Linked DNA regions of Oryza sativa: regions 1 and 3 are each linked to region 2. Evidence: chromatin contacts called from public HiCAR-type data. All regions are on one chromosome and are shown on one strand. Each heading gives the region's core, a stretch centred on a gene start, on an enhancer-like site or on the middle of the called end of the contact. The rest is flanking DNA. Distances are from core to core; before and after follow the strand shown.

The links. HiCAR-type assays count read pairs that join an accessible place to other places.
Region 1: a HiCAR-type map of leaf shows a contact between it and region 2, with 3 times the contacts expected there. The contact joins the promoter of LOC4352659 here to the promoter of LOC4352654 in region 2. A contact is called at or near these places in 1 of 15 Hi-C or Micro-C datasets (leaf) and 2 of 4 datasets of contacts at active chromatin or transcription factors (both in leaf).
Region 3: a contact with region 2 is called in a HiCAR-type map of leaf, with 2.7 times the contacts expected there. The contact joins the promoter of LOC4352664 here to the promoter of LOC4352654 in region 2. A contact is called at or near these places in 1 of 15 Hi-C or Micro-C datasets (leaf) and 1 of 4 datasets of contacts at active chromatin or transcription factors (leaf).

What each region holds. Positions count from the first base shown.
Region 1 is chr12:25,164,404-25,167,713 of ASM3414082v1, forward strand. It overlaps LOC4352659 (putative disease resistance protein At5g47280), which reads left to right and starts at 1,929. Exons shown (of 4, transcript XM_015764352.3): 1 at 1,929-3,044. The coding sequence starts at 2,261.
Region 2 is chr12:24,955,377-24,959,005 of ASM3414082v1, forward strand. LOC4352654 (nucleobase-ascorbate transporter 3) reads left to right here and starts at 2,252. Exons shown (of 15, transcript XM_015764705.3): 1 at 2,252-2,456; 2 at 3,179-3,353.
Region 3 is chr12:25,194,860-25,198,249 of ASM3414082v1, forward strand. LOC4352664 (calcium-transporting ATPase 10, plasma membrane-type-like) reads left to right here and starts at 1,821. Exons shown (of 7, transcript NM_001423600.1): 1 at 1,821-2,293; 2 at 2,987-3,041; 3 at 3,164-3,390. The coding sequence starts at 2,117.

The DNA.
Region 1 (3,310 bases), core at 679-3,178, 210 kb after region 2:
ATTTATGATGTATAGATATCCTGATCTTCTCTTCTTTCTAGCAGTATAGCAAACAGAGTCAACAGAGGTGGACGCAGGGAAAAAGAAAATCAAAGGCAAGGAGGCGTAGGCAATGACTTTCTTCAACAATATGGCTTGATGGATAGCCATATGTGCTAGGGATCATCTTGTTTTTCCTCTTCTTTTTTGTTTGTAAGGTAATGTATATTGCGCACATACAGACGTACATGTGCATGCATATATAGATACAATTTTTTGCATTCGGATCATACGGACGAGGATGCACATCATCTTCCAAGCAAGGTGCGTGACAAACTATCTTCAGTAACATGCATCTTAATTTCAACTCAACGGATGTGGTTTCGGCTCCCCTTCTAGGATGTACTTTCTCCGTCCCAAAATAAATCAACCTCATACGGGATGTGGCACATACTAGTACGATGAATCTGGATACAACACAAAGATATCCGGATTCATCATACTAGAATGTGTTACATCATATACGAGATTGGTTTATTTTGAGACGAAGGGAGTAGACTATAGTGCCAATCATGATCATCATTACCCCACCCAACCACACACACATAAAATACCACCATAGACAAAGTCACCGTAACGGCACCACCAATTCAACACTTAGTTATGTTAACATGCTCGTACGTGAAATTCTGCAAGCGATGTGTGGTGGAATGCCATCGAAGGCGACGTCCTCATTGCCTAGCTAGGTTCCTTGTATTATTATTGGGAATCCATTTTTTTCTCCACCATTGTGGTGCCTTTGACGCATCTCCTCCTTCACCCTAAGCATATATATCTAGTACTCACGTACTACTTCCACCACTGCACCCGTGCTAACCTATAAGTCTGCATTCATCTGACCTACTACAAATTCTCTAGAAGGAATCCAACTCCTATCTAAAATTAACCGTGTCGTTGTAAGGTTTTTGGGTCCGGTTTCCTTTATAAACTGAATCAATTCTTTTATTTTATAGTGCATTGCAAGAGCTCTATTCCTGTTCCCTCGGAGAAAAGAATACCATTTTTTTTAGAATACCATTTGTCCACCTTCAATTGTTGGGTGCAAGATACTCTTCCGGTTATCCTCCTAGCATCACCCTGAGCGAAACCTCACATGCCAATGGTGAATAAATGACTTCGCTAATCGCTAACAAATACATACTGATGCCCTGTTATACGTTATGCATAAATAGATTTAGGGCTTCATCTTTTTGCTTATGCTTATATTTATTAGCCAAAATTTGAATTTTCAATCTTAAATTTAGAGTTGATTTTGAGGTTTTTTTTCATTGTAGTTTATTTTTCAGCCTTTGTTTTTTGATTGTTAAGAACACGTATGTAAAAGTTTTATTCACGAATTATTTTTCATTTGTAAATATGTCGTTTGGTAGAGCTATTAAACTGTAATGGCGTGTTCTAAGAGATTAATAGAGTTGGTATGGATTATTTGGGCCGCACTTCTAAAATACGTTTTTTAAAAGTTATTTGTTCGCTTTTTATAATATTTAGTTCATCGTTATGAACTGATATTTTTTTCTCTATATCCATAATCTATCAAAATCATCATCACCATGCCCATAAGTTACATGTTGAACCATTCTAATGCATACTGCTAATACCCCTAACACCCATTGCTTTGCTCCTTGACTCAAAGCCAAGATCAAAGATGCTCTCAGATCATAGTCTTTAGGTCAGCTATCAGCTCCTCTACTTAAACCTTGAACAGTGTTTGTCCCACTAATACAGTAGTAGTAATTCAATGTGCAGTGTACTAATACTAGTGGTAGACTGACTGAGCAGTGGGCCCCACACGGTAACTGGCAGTGTCAGTGACCCGTAGCCGCGGCGGTTGACCCCTCCAACCCTCTCTCATCTCCTCCTATATTTATTCTTCTTTTCCACTCTTCTCCAACTCCTCCTCCTCAATTCCATGGCGATGGCCACCACCCACCACTTACCCGGCTGAGCCAAGCCACCCCCAAGAACACGAGGGAGAGGGATACAAACAATTTCAAAGAGATTCAGTTGATCTCATCATCCAAGATTCAAGAAGACGAGACAGGCAAAGAAGAGGAAGAATTCTGTTCAATTGCAATTGATTTCATCATCCAAGATCCAAGAAGACGAGGCAGAGAATAGAAAGAATTCTGTTCGATTGCAATTGATTTCATCATCCCAAGATCCAAGAAGAAGAAGAGGCAGGGAAAGAATTGTGTTGGATTGATTTTGAAGAAGTGGAGGCATGGAGAGGCTGTTCGAGGAGCTGGCGGGGGAGGCGGTGAAGGAGCTGCTGCGGGCGGTGAGGGGGACGTTCTTCTGCAGGTCGACGGCGGAGCGGCTGCGCCGGAACGTGGAGCCGCTGCTGCCGCTGGTGCAGCCGCAGGCGGCGCAGGGGGGAGGAGGGTGGGGGCACGGGCGGAGCGCCGGCGAGCTGGCGGAGCTGGCGGCGCAGCTGAGGGAGGCGCTGGAGCTGGCGCGGCGCGCCGCGTCGGCGCCGCGGTGGAACGTGTACCGCACCGCCCAGCTGGCCCGCCGGATGGAGGCCGCCGACACCGCCATCGCGCGCTGGCTCTCCCGCCACGCCCCCGCCCACGTGCTCGACGGCGTCCGCCGCCTCCGCGACGAGGCCGACGCCCGCATCGGCCGCCTCGAGCGCCGCGTCGAGGAGGTCGCCGCCGCGCAGCAGCAGCAGCAGGCCGCGGCCACCGCCCTTCCACCCCCCGCCATCTCCCTCCCCTTCGCTCTCCCCCCACCACCTCCGCCGCCCAAGGCCATGGCGATGATGGCCATGGATACGCCACCGACCAAGGGCATGGCGGTGGGGATGGAGGTGGAGCTCCCGTTCCCGGACGACGAGGAGGACGAGAGCATGGTCGGCGGCGGCGTGAGGGTGGGCAAAGAGAAGGTGAAGGAGATGGTGATGAGCGGCGGCGGCGGCGGGTGGGAGGCCGTCGGAATCTGCGGCATGGGCGGCAGCGGCAAGACCACGCTCGCCATGGAAATCTTCAAGGATCACAAAATCCGAGGTAACCAACAAATCATCATCAAATTTTGCGTGTTTTTTGCAAAAATTATTCGATTCGATTCGATTCCTCGTGTGAAAAAAAGGAAAAGAGAAGGGTTTCACATCTTTTTCCTTCAATTATTGTGGCGGCTTAGGGTGTAAAACCTGCAAAATTATTGTGTGCTTTTTGTGCGCAATTAGGTAAAGTTGAGGTTGATGCTTCCGTCTTGTTCTTCACTACTGCTACCTGCTTGGTCAAAATTGGCGCTTTGACCAAGCTTAAGTGTG
Region 2 (3,629 bases), core at 1,002-3,501:
ACTTTTATAAAAGTATACATATATCACTTTTGAATAAATATTTTTATAGAAATAAGAAAATCAAAGTTGTGTTTTGGAGACCGTGTCGCTGTCCTAAATGACTTTCTTTATGAGTATGGAGGGAGTAAATATATACAGGTGCTTAATTAATTTCATGTATTTATTTTCTTAATCTTTTTTCCTGTGAAGTCGCCATCAGATGGTCCATTACGGTAACCGTGTGTATATATGGGTATAATTGCATCAAAAGAGTCATGTCATGCTTTGAGCGAGCTTGATGTGAATGTGATGTGTTGCTGTACATTTGTGCCATTAATTAATAAATTAAAGCCAGTCCAATAATCTGGTCAAGAGTGTAATAAACTATTGGATTAGTACTAATTGCTGTTCTCCGATGCAATAAACAACACTAATTACTTGCCCGGAATCCGATATGCACAGTTTCATATCACTCCCCAGTAGTACCAGGTCGGTGCCGACTTTGCCATCCTGCAAATTGTATCAGTATTTTATCATTAAAATTTAGCACTACTAATTTGTTAGTAGTATATGCTTTTCTGCATATTAATAATTGTTCAGTTGCCACAGAAAAAGAACATTTTCTGAGGCAGAAAATGCACTATTTCAGAATTGAATCATGCTTAGAAGGAACATGCCATGGTCTGTCTGCTGTGCTAGCAGCTGTACCTTTTGCCTCTTCATCTGCTTCATTCCATAGCACATAGGCCAAATTTTCACAACTCATGTGATCTGTCCACCACAAGGTTAGGTCTCCCTAATCATTAACCAAAGTGTGACATTAATTATTAAAGAAGGCAGTTCATAATCAAAGTGATTTGTGAGCAAATGTAGTGCCAGGATCATGGGATCCTGACAAACACAGTTTTTTTTTTCATCAGTCTATAACGGTGTCATTATTTTTTTGTGTGTCAATCAAGCAAAAACCTTTTCTCTGAACAGTAAAGTATGCAGCAAGTCGTCAACGGAGTATAGTACTAGTAGTAGTGACAGTAGTACTACCTGAAAGCTCATGCTTAAGTTGCCAGGGAAGAATAGTAAACAGCAATCTCCCCATGTGATGATCCTTCTACAACAAAAAAATTCTTTTTTTCTGCATGATGCTATGATGATCTTTGAAAAGATTGGAGTAGTAGTGTCATGCACTACACAGGGATTACATTACAAGTTGAGGGGGTGTTTGGGAGAGAGGGGCTCAAAACCATAAGTCCCCTTAAATCTTTTCAAAGATTATGGTTTTGAGAGAGGGGTTAAAGGGACTTTTGGTTTTGAGAGAGGGGGCTAAAGTTTCGCCCCTCCCTCCCAAACACCCCCTCACATAAAAAGAGCTGATTTATTTTCACCTTTCAAGCAACAAAATCTCTCACACATAAAGTAGTTTACCTTTAGCTACATCACTGTGTTGATACTGGTACCTTTTGTGATCTAGGAGTAAGTAATATAATCATATAGGCTTTGACTGTTCGAGCTACGGTTGATAAGCCGTAGAAAATGAAAAAAACAATAAAAAATAATTTATAAATAAAATTTTTAAATTTGTGTCACTAGCAGTTTAAAATATAATGTTACAAAATATTAAATTTTTTTAAAATTTAAACTCTTGTGTATGATATGTTAATAAACAGACTTTTTAAAGCCTAGGCTTAAGTGATGTTCAATCCAGGTAAACAGAAGGGTTATAAATTTGGTTATTTTTGTAAAAATGCTTTGACAGTTGACACCACTAATCCATTCCAAATTTCCAATACAATGAACACTGATGACTGAGGAGGAACCAGCCAGGAAAGGAGATGGTGCAGAAGAACCCACACCACCATGCTCACAGATGCACAGACACAGGGCTCCTCCCCAGTTTTAATGCTAGGACACTCTCCCCATCCTTGGAATCTGTTGCATTCAATACAGCTCTCAAAAAACTAAAAGAAAAAAGAAAACAAGATTTAATGTTGTCCTAGCTAGATCCATCCAAGGCTCCAAAAACACTGTTTGGCTCCTCCCAGTAGCTGAAGTGAACTGAACTCCTCTCATTTTCAAGAGTGCATTAGTACTCACTCCCCCCCCTCACATGTGTTGTGTTTTGCTTGCTTGTGTGATTAGTGGAGTAATCAAGAAGAAATAGTGGGGAAAGATAAGTGTGTGTGGGTGTGGCAATAAAGGTGAAGTCTTCAAGTTTGCAATCTTCTCCCTTTGCTCCCCACAAGATTACAAATCTTGTGTTTGTCTTGTTGCCACTGCCGCTGGTGATAGACTCTACCATACTAGAGAAAGCCATAGAAAGGAGATAAGAAGAAACCAAGAAAAGGGAGAAACAAAAGTTGAAGAAGACTTTCTGCTGATATTTTTGCACATATATATAATTTTTTCTCCTCCATCTGCACTCTCTGGAAAGAAGAAGAAGAAGAAGCAGAAGAAGCTTGGAGCTTGAGCTTTCTGAATTTGTAAGTTTATTTTGCTCTAATTTTGGGCTACCAATTGGGTTTATATTTCTCTAGTGGTGGTGACTGGTGAGTAATTTTCCCCTTATTTTATTGTGTTGATGTGAGGCCTTGGGGTTTTCTATCTCTTTGCATCGTTTTCGCTTTCATTTGTTTAGAGATTTGTTCTTTGAACAAAGCATGCAGAAATCTCTGAGGACTGAAGTGTTTCTCTCTGCTTGTCACTTTCTCCCCAATTGTGGAATAACTAAGAGGAATCGACATGGGGTCTAGTCTTCCATTCCACAAGATTTGCATCTTCCCCATGAATCTTCCAAGAAAATCTGTATCTCTTACTTCCTTTCTTTTTCTCTAGGTCTTGTCTTGCAAACTAGGATAAAGATACAAGTTAGTAGTACAAGAAACAGTAAAGGTGAAAGTCTTGTGTTCTTTTCCCTGCGATTTCTTCTGAAAAAGGTCGCCATTAAGAAAAAGCTTTGCAATCTTTGGAGTGTTCTTCTCACCCAGTGGTTTCTCTGCTTGTTCTCTTCTGATTAATAACAGTAGTAGCTGCTCATTAAATTGCATCTTTTTTTAATTTATTTAATTTCTGTTGATGTGAAACGCATCCAATCTCTTGCAATCAATGTGAGGCTTTCATTGGCGTATGAGCATAAAAAGGGGGGAAAGAAAGGTGGGAGTCTTTAGGTTTCTACTCCTAAAAATTGTTTCTTTCTTATGTGCAGCAGTCGGTGTAACTAATGGGGGAGATGAACCAGCCGCCGCCGCCGCCGGTGGCCGTGCCGCCGCCGATGGTGATGCAGCCAATCATGCATCCGCCCGTCGGCACCGGCGCCGTCTTCCCGCCGCACGAGCAGTTCCACCATCTCGCCTACTGCGTCCACTCCAACCCTTCCTGGGGTAAGGAAACCCCAACCCCTTCATTCCTCCTCTTTTTTATCTTTCCTTGTGTGTTTTTGTGTTGGTTGGTGAATGGATTGGATATGATGAATATTCCCTTTCATCCCTAAAAATTTGGGAGATTTGATTTTTAGGAGTATCTGCTGGTTGGGGTTTTTTTGACTCAAGATATTTTTTGCCTTTGGAGTGGGGGAGCTTCTGTGTTGTGTTGTTTTTGTATGATTCTTGAATTGGGGGGTGTCCAGAGATATTTGATGTGTGTTTTGATTTGAAGAT
Region 3 (3,390 bases), core at 571-3,070, 240 kb after region 2:
TGGAACAAAAGAATTTTATAGGACTTTTGATCGATTGTACTCCTAAGGAAAATCCTTTAAAAAACAAAGATGATTTCGGGAAGATTTTCAACATGATATCGAATCTTTTGGAAAAATTGATTAACGTCTACCTATCTTTTCTTATTCATGTATTTTTCTTGCTCCATTCAAACAATCATTTCTGTAGTTTTTACATGTTTTTCTATCCATAAGATTTGAGTATCAGTGTCTTAAAATTTCTGCCATTTTCTAAACAGTGACAAAAAGGCCTCCTATCATTTTCCTGGACCGAAACATTTCTTTCATCTCTTAACCCAATACCTTTCATGCCTCTCCATCAAGCATCTGTACAAATCTTGTTGACTAACCAAGTCCATTAGCACGGTCACCAAGAACAACACTAAAATTAAACTGTCATTCAAGTATACAATACGGTTAATAAATAATTCAGAGCTGTCAATCAACGAAAGTTTGGCATTTTTCGCATCAATGATTGGTGGCGAGCATCACATGGCCGGCCCGACCGGTCATGTGTCCGAAAACGCGTGAACATGTTTATAATTTAAAAGTGTATTTGTAAATTGTAATCGCAAAAACAAAGACACGATGATTTTTTATAATTATTAGTAAAAAAAAAAGGAGAGACTGACTGACACACACACGACCAAAGACATGGATTGATTGATTTTTTTTAGTGCAAAGCGATCCGGATCTTGAGGTGATGCGCTCTTTCTTAATTGTCGTTCCATGCGTGTTCAGGCTCCCATATTTTTTTTAAAAAAAGATAATAAAAATAATTCCAAAAGTTTGATTTTTCGGCGTGTTTTTTTGGATGTATGCATTTTCTTTTTTGCGATGAAGTTTCCTATCCTTTTCCTTTGTGAAAAAAGTTATGTGTTTTTTTTCCAAAAGGAAAAGGAATAGAATCTCTAGGTTCTTTTTGCCTTTTTCATAATTGGTGGATGGTATCAAGGGAAAAAGTAACCTTTTTTTTATGTGCCTGTTCTAACAGGTTTTATTTTTGAAAGCGACTTTGTGTTGACCGATGAAAATTAGACACACAACACCAAGATTTTTCTTAAACTTTAGCCCTCTTAACTATAAAATTCATGACCAGGAGTCCAGGACCACTTGACCGCTAACTCTTTTTTTTGGTGCAAATCTGATAACCTGTCTTAGCTTAATCTAGACCGGTCTCGGAAATCCAAATATGTCTGTTGATCGCTTCCATTTTTACTCAACCAGCCGCTGCCCGTTGGTGTATTACGATATTCTAAAGAGCCGTAATATTTTTCACAAACGTTGAATGTTAAAAATTCGAAAATTATGTACATCCTCCGCTTAAAGATGACTATGAATAGTTGAACCCACAGAAGGAGGAAAGAAAGAAAAATCTCGAGTTTGTGAGGAAAATGTCCAGGCAGTACTTATCAATGAAGAAACTAAAATCTCGAGTTTCGTCCTTAACGACGTCGTTGACTTTTCACATAACATTATACTAAAAGAACATATAATTTTTTTATTATAAATTATCTTATCAATAAAGAAACTAACTTATATTTTTTAACAGGGATTATCTGTAATACTGCTGGTGCAGTAGCAGAGGCTGACACGTGGGTCCACATATGGGTCCGGACCCATATGTGGACCCATGTGTCAGCCTCTGCTACTGCATCAGTAGTATTGTAAAGGATATGCATCATATATTTATATATATATATACACTAAGCTTTAATTAAAATAAAATAATCAAACGTTACGTGAAAATTTAACGATATCATGGATGAGGACAGAATAGTATTTTTCATAATAACACAAGTGGTCTCAAAGACTGGTGCAGTAGAGAGAAGAGAATAGTGTGGTCAGTAGAGAGGAGGAAAAGCCTCTTGTCGTCTCTTTGACCCAACGACCCCGCCATTGCTCACCTCCACCTCCACCTCACCTCCTCCTCCTCCTCATCCCCTCGCCGGAGCGGCCACGCCGCCGGGAGGGAGGGAGCTCGCCGCAGCCGCAGCCGCAGCCGCAACCAGCCAGCTACTGCGTGCTGCAACCTGGGATTTTCTTTTTTCTTTTTTTTCTTGTGGATTTGATCTGAAGTGGAGGTGGGAGGAGGAGGATGGAGAGCTACCTGGAGGAGAATTTCGGCGGGGTGAAGGCGAAGAACTCGTCGGAGGAGGCGCTCCGGCGGTGGCGCAAGCTCTGCGGCGTCGTCAAGAACCCCAAGCGCCGCTTCCGCTTCACCGCCAACCTCGACAAGCGCGGCGAGGCCCAGGCCATCAAGCACGCCAACCACGTACTCCCTCCTCCTCCTCCTCCTCCTCCTCTTCCACTCCCGCTCGCTCGCTCGCTCTGGGATCTGGGACCTCGCCGCCGAGGTTGCTAGGGTTTTTCTTATCCATCCTGCAGAGCGATCTGGAGTTGGGGGCAGTTGGTGTGTGTGTGTGTGTGTGTGATGTGATCTCATCTCCACCAACTACTAGTGTTTGTAGCTGCACACTGTGTGCGTAGGAGGAGGATCTTGAGCTTAGCAAGTAGTAGCAAATTAGTAGCAATTTTGTGGATATGGATGCGGCTGTTGCAGCGAGAAATTGCGGAGTCTGATAGTGATGGCTGTTGCTGAGCTATAGGAGGGGATCCTTGTTGCTTCATCGCTTTCGACATGTATTGCGGTGGTGTTGATTTTAGTATACTCGCTATGGTTTGGGAATTAGGAAACCCGGTTCGCAAGATCGGAGCATCTGCATGTAGGCGCTTTTCTTGTGAACATTGTGTAGCAAGCCCGTCGATCAGAGCCTACTATCCTTTCCTTAATTGACTCCAGAGTGCAGCTATGTAGTAGCTTCGCACTCACGAATGGATTTTCGAGAAGTTATAGTTGGAAGGTTTTCGGTGCTCACGCTGCTGCATTCCTAGAGCGTGCTAAGCTTATTTTTCGCACTTAATTCTAAGAGGTTACTGAATTTCGTACTGTGGATGGTTTTAACAGGAGAAACTGCGGGTTGCGGTGCTGGTATCGAAAGCTGCACTACAGTTTATACAGGGTAATCATGTAATGATTGGATGCTGTTTCATAATGTAGAACGTGCCTTGTTTTGGTATTTTCTTATATTTCTGACCATTTTTAGTACCTAATAAACATGCCATCAAAAATACAAATACTCAGGTCTTTCACTTCGAAGTGAGTATGTTGTTCCTGAAGAAGTCAAGGCTGCAGGGTTTCAGATTTGCGCTGATGAACTGGGCTCTATTGTTGAGGGTCATGATAGTAAAAAGTTGATCACCCACGGTGGAGTTACTGGAATAGCAGACAAGCTTGCGACATCACCAGCGGATGGGTTAAGTACAGCTGAGGAAAGCATTAAGCGCAGGCAAGATGTATATGGACTAAAC